Linked DNA regions of Mus musculus: region 1 is linked to region 2. The links are chromatin contacts, called in public Hi-C maps. All regions are on one chromosome and are shown on one strand. Each heading gives the region's core, a stretch centred on a gene start, on an enhancer-like site or on the middle of the called end of the contact. The rest is flanking DNA. Distances are from core to core; before and after follow the strand shown.

Region 1 (5,056 bases), core at 2,251-4,750, 70 kb after region 2:
GGGCAACAACATCCCTTTCACCAAAACAAAAGGCTCACTTAAAAAAAAATGGCTGACACACAAATGATGTTGGTAAGTGTTTGTTAATGCTTCATAGGCACCTGGCTGGCTCCTCAGCCTCTGGGGAGAGAGGGGAGTGGGAGAGATGGAGGGAAGGAGGGAGGAAGAAAGGAAGGCAGGGAGGGAAGGAGGGAGTGGGGAAAGAACAGACAGACAGATAGACAGATGGACAGAAACACACAGAAAGACAGAGAGATAGGCAGAAAGACACACACACACAGAGGGACTCTAAAGAGCAGTGATGTTTATTTGGCAATGGCAGGGCACTACAATGGGAACACCTGTCAGTTCTGAGCCAGTCAAGGGAGGTTGAGGCAATCGGAAGTTGTTACAGGGTGAAGCAAAGAGGAGAGGATTGCAGGAGAGATTTCAAAACACTCACTCTTGGCCACCAGGATTAATAACAGGGTAGCATCGGTCCAAGACTAGACAGTTAGCTGTGAGCGGATGTCTGTGCAGGGGTACTTTGCCTGTTTGCCCTGGTTCCTGCCCAGGTGGGATTGCAGCAGAGCCTTCTGCTATGGTTCTGCTCCTTAGTCATTTGTAGGAGAGCTTCTCTCCTTCACAACTTCCTGGCTTCCTCTTTCACTCACTTTTGCTGGAGCTTGATACAAATTACTTCATTTTGGTGTCCACACATTTGGCACTGCCAAGCTTCAGATCGAAATCTCTTAATGCCAAGGCACTACCCTCGGTGGTACTGGCTCTGGCATCAGTGTTTGCTCACTGCACTTGTTTTGAAAGAGAAATGCTGACGGCTATATTCGTGGGAATATTGGAAACTAAGAGGCCATGTTTGTATTGCCTTCCTGAGAGGTGCCAGTTTTAGGCTTTCCCTCAAGGTTGAAAGGTAACATTTCTGTCCTTACTTTACTTAGTATGGGTTCCTGAAAGCCCACAGAAAGCATCAATAAAGTTGGTTACTGGCTTGAATGTCAAGGTCTTCAGGATTAGACAGGTTGCTCCACAGATTTCTGATCCTTGGCAAAATGATTGGAAGATGCCAGTGACTGACTCCGTAGGCCTTAGTGAAATTTCTGTTGTTCTTCTGGCTCCAGTTTTAGGAATTCACATCGCAGGTGAGTGTATTGGTGGTAAGATCTGTTGGGGGGGGGCAGGGATGGGGTGGGGTGGGGAAGGGTGGGGTGGGGAGTGTTGTTCTGTTGTTATATATATAAATGCTAAATTCTGCCAGGCGGTGGTGGTGCACGCCTTTAATCCCAGCACTTGGGAGGCAGAGGCAGGCAGATTTCTGAGTTCGAGGCCAGCCTGGTCTACAAAGTGAGTTCCAGGACAGCCAGGGCTACACAGAGAAACCCTGTCTCAAAAAACAAAAAACAAAACAAAACAAAACAAAAACAACAACAAAAAAAGCTAAATTCTGAACCCTAAGATCTATCTGGTTGCCATCCAGATAGGGACATTCTCACGTACATAGGCCTGTGTTGTATAAATCTTGCTTCCCAACTTAAAACTATTGGTTAATAAAAGGCCGGTGACTGGACAGTAGAGAGTAGTAGAGGATTGCAGGAGAGATTTCAAAACACTCACCCTTGGCCACCAGGATTAATAAGGATCTAGTGAGGGGTCTTAGGAGAGACCACAGGAGAAGGAAAAAAGACAGAGGGAGGAGGAGGTTGCCATCAGAGGAGATGGACCAGGAGCAAGTGGCTGATAGAAGTGAACCTTGAGGAGAGACTGATGGAATGGAAACAGCCTGGACAAGACTCAAACAGCAAGTAACAGGGGGCGTATGGTTTGGATAGAGGGGAGAAGAGCATAGAGCCTGCCCAGTAGAGGTTACAGCTTGTAAATAGAACATCAGGCTTTTGTGTCTTTTATATGGGCAAGCTAGAATAAATAATTCTTTTACAGAGATTGGTGGAGGCCTGACCGGCTCTAAGAATGGGATACAGACCCAGTGGAGGTGTCTAGGAGGCCAGCAACAGAGTATTAAGAAGGGCTATTTAGGGGAGAAAGGCAGCCTCCACCTCTTTAGTCACTGGGACTAAAGGATAGGGATTGAGGGATAGATACAGATATTTTCCAGATTTGTGTGTCTCTCAGAGGCCATCTTACCAACCTTTGAAATCCTTTTGGTCACAGATTTTAGGTAATTCTACACCCACAGTGTTAGCCACACGTGGCTCATTGAGGACTGAGTGTATGCTATCTCCAGTTGAGTATAGTGGCTGATGCCTGTGTTCTTAACACTTGGGAGCTGAGGCATGAGGATTACAAGTTTAAAGCAAGTATGGGCTACATAATGAGTTCTAGACTAGATTGTGCTACAGAGTGAGACCCTATTTTAAAACCAACCAAACAACAATCCAGATCAAACCAAATGAAACCAACCCATTTCAAGGTATATCTGCCTCGACCCAACAGAGATTCTTATTCTTGGCTTCTTAAGCATTCCTGGTCAATGGAAAGTTTCTACTATGAAAACTTGCATGCAAAAATGGAATCTTTCCTGGCACGGTCTATTAAAATGGAGCCAAGAAGCCTCTTAGGTCCCAGCTGCCTGCTTCAGGGAATATCTTTTCAGCTCAAGCCAATGAAACAGCTGGCATAACTTTACATTGCAACTGACGATGGCGGTGACTTTGTTCTTATGCGTAGCTGCTGCCACTGGACAATCAGCGCTTGCTGGCTTTGGCCACCCAATACAGAGATTCCTTTCAAAACAACACATGGCTTTCTCTGTCCTAATAAAACTTAAGTCTTTTCATGCTCTTTAATATATCAGACTCCACTTTGGCCTACACACACACATGCCCCAATTGGCAAGTCCATTTTGTGTTGTTTATTCTGAGCTAGAATTTTTTTTTTAATTGGCTCTGCATTTGTTTTATTCTGGCAACACCCATTAAAAACCCCGTTATTTTCTAAGGAAGAGAGGCTCATTCCAGTTGTTTTAAAGAGAAGCTTTGCAGTCCTGGTCTCTGGCTGCACTGCCCCAGCGTTGCCCCATTCTAGGCGCTAGAACACCCATCTCCCCCAGAGCTCCCATGAGCTATTTTTTAATTTCTGGAATTCCCCAGTGGCTGATTTCTTGTTTCCTTCACTTCAAAACAATTGGAGTCTGGCCTTTTCTGTTGGGTTCAATTCTGGGAATCGTCTTGCTCCTTAACCCCAGCCAGGCCTGGAATCCTGGATGCCAGCCACTCCCACATGGTAGACATCTTCAGTTAGGAAGCCCAGCTCTTCTTGCTGCCAGCCTGGGTTTGGCTGACATTGGGATGGCTTGCCCTTGTCTCCAGTTGTGTCTTTCAAATGCATTCGTACCTGCCACCTACCAGGCTGTGTGCTTTTTCCTGAACAACTCAGATAGACAGACATCCTTCCTGTCTGCCTTTCTTCCCTCCACATCCCAGCTTACAGCCTTTCCCATCTATCCACCAGCTTGGCCTGGGTGAGCAGTCTTTGTTAAACCTCTTTTCTTTCCCTGGGGGCCTTTAAGGTGGGAGTAAAAATGAACTCTGACTGGGCTTCTCTGGAATCTTGCTGTGCTGTGTTTTCCTTTAGAGTTTATTTTAAGGGATTTTTAAGAGTTGATTTAAATGTTTACTCAGGATCTGTGGGAAGGAAAGGAACCCTTCCCAAAGCATGGAGGGAACAGCCCGGGCCCCAAGAGCCTCCAAGCTCATCCCTCAGGGCTCAGTGCAGCCGGCTTCTAACTCAAAGACCCTTGTCTAACCCTCATCTGGGACCTCCTTGGTGCCGTCAGTACCTTAGCCCTAAGTGCACTAGTTTAACCTTCAGGCTGTGGAGTACAGAAGACAGCATCTTGCCTCAGTTAAAACTGGCTCAGTTAAAGAAAACAAGTAATGAAAACCAGAAAACGTGAGACCGAAAGCCAGCAATTAATTTCTCAAAACAAAACAAAAAACAACAAAAAAAAAACTGACAATAACATCAAGAATAATCTAAAAAACCTGATTCAGCCTTACTTCATCTGCAGTGGATGAATGAATGATTTTTTAAAAAAAAAATCCATCTAGTATATACTGGTCACCCCCTACCCCTAAAACACACACACACACACACACACACACACACACACACACACTCCTAGTTTTAGATACTTGATCCCCAGCTGGCAGTACTGTTTTAGGAGACTTAGGAGTGTGGCCTTGTTTGAGGAAGTATGTCACTGGAGACATGCTTTTGAGATCGTAAAGACTCATGCCATTTGGAGTTAGCTCTCTGCTTGTGGTTCCGGGTGCGAACTCTCAGCTCCTGCTGTAGCCACCACGTCTGCCACATCTGCGATTTCTGTTCTCTGCCATGGACTCTATCCCTCTGGATAGTAAGCCCAAATAAACTCCTTCTTTTGTAGGTTGCCTTGGTCATGGTGTTTCATCACAGCCATAGGAAAGTAACCGATACAGGGTCTTACTATGTAGCTCTGGCTGCTCAAGAACCCACTATATAGACATCAGGCTGGCTTCAAACTTACAGAAACCTTATGTCTCTGCCCCTGAACACCAGTGCTGGGATTAAAAGTAGGCACCACACCTGGTCCCTGCTTGGCTTTCTGATAATTTTCACACCCAGGTCAAATTTAGGTCAAAACTATTCAGAATTCAAAATATGCACCTTTGCTTGGACCACTAGGAGACACCAGAGAAGCAATAAGGCAGTCACAGAAGCCCAGACCTCTGCTGAACACGCACACGTGTGCTAGTGTCCCAAGTGCATAGGAATTGCTGGCGCATTCACAGACCAACAATTATCCCATTAAATAACTCCTCAGAGCTTGATTTAACCATTATGAAAGATGTTTTGATAGATAACATCTGCTGTTGTTTTCAATTAAATATTATACCGCTGAACTTTGATTAAAAAGGGATTTAAACATTTTAATAGCCCCGTCTCTAGAAGAGGGCTAAGTGTAAAAAAGAGAAATGTCACTTCTTTAAATTGTTGGTCCCCTCGCTTTGTTGCTCTATTTTAACTGAATTCCCATTAATGACTGTTTAAAACTCACACA
Region 2 (4,682 bases), core at 300-2,799:
AGTTTCTCTTGAGCCCGGATGAGCAAAGTCAGCAGGTGATTTCTGCTTTGGCCCTGAAACTCCCACTTCTCACATCAACAGATATGGAAAGAGTCATGGCCCTGTTTGCACTGCAGCATCGACCAACATTGCCTGGATGTTAATTACCTTTCATTAATTAAGTTGCTCTAAAATACTAATTTTAAAAATTACATTTATTTCCTCTTTTTTTGTAGTTCTTTTTTTTCCTTTTTCTTTTTTATTGGATATTTTATTTATCTATATTTCAAATGTTATCCCCTTTCCTGGTTACCCCTCTGGGAACCCCCTAGCTCTCCCACCCACCCACTCACCTACCCATCCCGGCCCAGGCATTCCCCTACACTGGGGCATCTAGCCTTCCCAGGACCAAGGGCCTCTTCTCCCACTGATGTCTGACAAGGCCATCCTCTGCTACATATGCGGCTGGAGTCAGTACACGTGCTCATACAGGTAGAGATGGATTTTGAGTATCATTCTCTATTGCTCTCCACCTTTTTTTTGAGAGAGGTTCTCTTGGTGAACTGGAAGCTCACTTGTTTGCCCTTGATCTCCGAGGCGCTGAGACCGGCTGGTGTTACGCCAACAGCTGCATTCCATCACACCGGCTTGTATGTGGGTGGCAGAGGTCTCAACTCAACTCAATTAACCACGGAGCCATCTCTCCAGCCCACACACCCCTCTTTTTTAGTGGAGCAATTACTATTTTCCATCTACTAATTTGGAATGCCAGGTTTCAGCCCCCTGGGCCCTCCAGAGAGACTTGGGACAGTGTACCTCGGAGGGGAGATAGACCTGGGAGCCTGGGTTCCCACAGAGAGACTGAGCAGCTGAAGAGCTAGACTCCGCCCTCCGGGGGTGCTTTGCCCTAGACTCCGCCCTCCGGGGTGCTTTGCCCTAGACTCCGCCCTCCGGGATGCTTTGCCCCGATTCTGGAATGAGTAAGTTAATTATTCCCTCTGTCTGGGGTCTTCAAGCCTAGTTAAATATCCAACCACAGGGTCATCTTGTACCGGGGGCCTGGGAAAGGCCCAACCTTCCCCTCTTGGCCTGGAAAACTTTCTTGCACAATCCGTATTCACAGGCCACGGAGTCTTCCCCTCCCAACATCTATTTTCAGTGCGTACTAACGTCTGGAGACGGCAAGGAAATGACCCCACTATGCAACGTTCTCCCACTCATCTCAAGGATTAGAGAAGCTTTTAAAACAAATCTCTTGGGGCGGTTTTATTTATTTTTTTCTCCCTTTGTAAGAATACACAAAACAATCAGTTTCGAAAGCTCTAAATATATTTTATGTTTCCTTCTCTGTGGATCGTGGGTCCCAGAAGGAAGCACACACCGTGACTTGGAGTACTGGCTATTTTTTTTTTGCAAAGCTGGACACGGGGAAGCAGAGCGAGGCTGTGTTTATATGTATGTTTCTGGCCTTGTCTCCGACATTTCCTAGTTTGAACGCCCTGATATAGAATGCGGGGCTCGCCCTCTCCCTAGCTTCCTCTTGGCTGCTGAGACCCCAAGGCTTTGACGTCACACAACCGGATCTGGCTGGCCTTTGAACTCCTTTCTCCCACCCCTGTGAGGGCCCCCCACTGCTCTGTCCTTCCCAACAAGGGCTGGGGCAGCCTGACTCAGACCCCAAGGGATTTCAAGAGGTTGTTCTGGGAAGAATATACCAGTATGCCAAAGCTCTGAAGAGCTCGGCTGCGGGGCAGGGTGGAGCAAGGGGGGTCTGGGGAAAAGCTGCTGCTCTCGTAGCAAAGGAGTAAAGCTTCATGGGAATGGTTCAATTGTGAGGATCTGAGTGTCCCCTATGCAACCTGCATTCGTCTTCCCAGACGCACCCGCCTTCATCAGGAGCAGGAACAGTCCTTGCCTGGTACTGCTTCGGGGGTCTAGGAGCAGGCCACAGACCTCCTTCAGCCTTCTTCAAGCAGTTAGGGTTAGTCCTGTTTTACTGAGACATGATCTCCCTTAGTAGTCCAGTTTGGTCTGGAACTCATGATCATGATCCTCCTGCCTCAGCCTTTCCAGTGTTATTAATACAAGTAGAAGTTCTATGCTTGAGCTTTTTAATACGATTCACTGTAGCGAGTAGTTTTTTTTTTTTACCCCCCCCCCCCCCCCCCGCCCCAAAGAGTCTCATTATGTAGCCCTGGCTGTCCTGGAACTCATTTTGTAGACCACACTGGCCTTGCATCATAGAGATCCACCTGCCTCTGTCTCATGAGTGTTGGGATTAAAGGCGTGCCCTAGGCTTTACATTTTTTGAGCCCGGTTATTAAACTTTGATGCAATGCTCTAAAGGGCCCTGTTCTCTTCCTCAATCTTTATGTTCAACTCCTCTCCAAGTAGGTTTTTGTTTAATCTTGAATTAATTTTTGCCTCTATTATGATGTACAGGCCATCTCCCCAAAGGCCATCTATTGCTTCAGTAGATTTTGAGAGGGCCGTATTTCTCCTACTGAATCATTAATAATACCTTCTGGTCTGTCCCTCAGCCGAATGTGTGGGTCTGCATCTGGGCTCTGTTCTGATCCACCAGTCTGTCTGTCCATGTACTTGTATCAGTAGTACACTCCAGGAACCCATTATGCTAAGATTCGAGTACTAAAGGCAGGGCAGGTTTATGATAATGGGTCTCTCTCGGGGTTTCTTGCTATTCCAAGAAAAGAGACTTTCTGGAGAAGTAAGAGTTCCTGAAAAACATCTGAGCCTATGAATACCCTGAATGAGTGCTATCAAGGGAGTGGGAGTGGGAGGGTGAGATGGGGGATGGAGATGGGGATGGGGGGTGAGGGTGGGGGATGGGGTGGGGAGTGAGTTCACAATTCGAACCAATTATGTGGTGAGCTCCCATTGAGATACATAAAACGACTTGACTTGAGTGAGCTGAGTCTACTTGCAGATTATTGAAAACAAATGATTATTGTTCATTTTGCTACCAGGCTATATGTAGAATCCTACAAGTTCTAGATAATAAAAGCGAGCCTCATTCATGCTCTGGGTGGGTGGGCAGGCAGTTCCCGGCAAGACACTGAAAGAAAACCTTGGTCATTATGAATGACCTTGTTGTACCTAAGGCTAAACTCAGGAACACAATGAAGAGTTTAACCAACAGCATCTACATTGAAAACTACCACCCTACAAAAGGGCTTTCAGACCTGGCATGTAGACTTGTGCAGAGGAAAGCCCTATCAATCAATCAATGACTAACTGATGAGGTCATCGGTAGACCTCAGAGTAGGCGGGACAGGTTGTTCCCCATGGTTTTTGTCATGGTAGAATCCACAGGTGTTCAGAATTCTCCTCATTCACCTTGCTCAGAGCTGATACCCACCCAGTGTCTTCTCTACCTCTCAGGCTGCCTGGATCTTTGCCGTCTCCCACTCTGGGAACTTCCTGCTAACAAGCAGGAGAGATAAAGAGGCTTTTCCCATTCCCTCCTCCACTAGTGGAGACTGAATTTAGGGTCTTATACATGCTAGGGCAAGCACTCTACCAACGGGCTCTACCCCTGACATCTTTTTAACTTTGAATTTTGTGTCAGGGTCTGATTCAGATGTCCTGACTAGCCTCAGACTCACTGCATAACCCAGGCATGCCTTGAACTTGGAATCCTCCTGCCTCAACCTCCTCCACAGCTGGGACTACAGACCTGCGTTACCAACGTGGGCTGGGAGACTCTTGGCAAAGGCAGAATGTGGGTCTTACAGGAAGATAGTGGAGGGGTGAGGAGAGACACAGAAAGGACTTCCTAATGACTCGGGGACACCAACAGGGTCCTGGTCCTACGTGCAAGCAGAAGATGAGCTGCTGGTGGATGTGACAGCCCCTCCCCCCAGCCACAAAGGCCCTCTCTGCACATCTTCTGCTGGAAAGTGGCACTGCTGCCAACTCTGTATCCCAGAGTTCAGTTCGAAAAGGTCCTGCTCTGCTTCAGCTCAATGTCTTTATTATCTTTATCAAAGAACTCCTCTTTCTACCCTTTCTTCCAAGAAAGTCAAAGAAAATCCAGAATGCATTTCTGTTCCAAACGATAAAGACATAAGAAAGAAGGAAAGAAGGAAGGAAGGAAGGAAGGAAGGAAGGAAGGAAGGAAAAAAAGAAAGACTTTAATTCACCCAGAGCAGATTTTTTTTTTTGATGTAAAATTCTGAAAATTGAATCTCAAGGCCAGTTGATGAGTCATGATATTGGCGCCTTAAGTTATCTTCTGTGTCTGGATTCCAACTAAAGAGGAAAATCCCAGATTTGTTTTCAGTGCATAGGGACAAACCCAAAATAAATCTAATTATTTGCTTACCCATGCTCTTGCCCCACGAGGGATTTCAGGGTGGTAAACGTCTGTCTAGCAAGCATCCTGCCTATAGGATGTCTGACTCTCCACTGCTCTTCTCTTCCCTCACTCATGCAGGCAGCTCCAGCAAAGAGCCACACTGCCACAGTGATGCAGGCATGGGGGAAATGTCCGCCACCAGGCTCTCCGGACCCCAGTCTCCTATTTCAACTCTCCCAGATGTCTGTGCCCCACCCACACTGCACCTCTTTGCTTTCTTACCTGCACAACTCAGCTAACTCTCATTCAATCCCCATTGCTTCCAATAATACACGTTTATCTCCCAAGTTCATTTCCTTACTTTAAAACATTATTATTCCCTTCA

What was found. Hi-C and Micro-C count contacts between places; a contact is called where the count stands out from the background.
Region 1: a Hi-C map of uterus shows a contact between it and region 2, with 3 times the contacts expected there. The contact joins two enhancer-like sites. A contact is called at or near these places in 2 of 15 datasets of contacts at CTCF or cohesin (embryonic stem cells and pro-B cells), 22 of 484 Hi-C or Micro-C datasets (8-cell embryo, the AML12 cell line, the C10 cell line and 11 more), 8 of 115 datasets of contacts at active chromatin or transcription factors (CD8 T cells, Th17 cells, embryonic stem cells and 1 more) and 2 of 9 other capture datasets (adipose tissue and embryonic stem cells).

What each region holds. Positions count from the first base shown.
Region 1 is chr5:77,425,526-77,430,581 of GRCm38.p6, forward strand. No RefSeq gene overlaps it. Among named protein-coding and RNA genes, the nearest start is that of Gm34728, 5.7 kb to the right of the region's middle. Within about 2 kb of position 3,501, at least 8 of the 459 cell types and tissues checked have an H3K27ac peak or open chromatin away from gene starts, as enhancers often do. A contact at or near this core is called in adipose tissue and uterus, where this site is marked.
Region 2 is chr5:77,356,977-77,361,658 of GRCm38.p6, forward strand. The region is part of intron 1 of Igfbp7 (insulin-like growth factor binding protein 7); the gene reads right to left. Among named protein-coding and RNA genes, the nearest start is that of Gm34648, 27 kb to the right of the region's middle. Within about 2 kb of position 1,550, at least 178 of the 459 cell types and tissues checked have an H3K27ac peak or open chromatin away from gene starts, as enhancers often do. A contact at or near this core is called in adipose tissue and uterus, where this site is marked.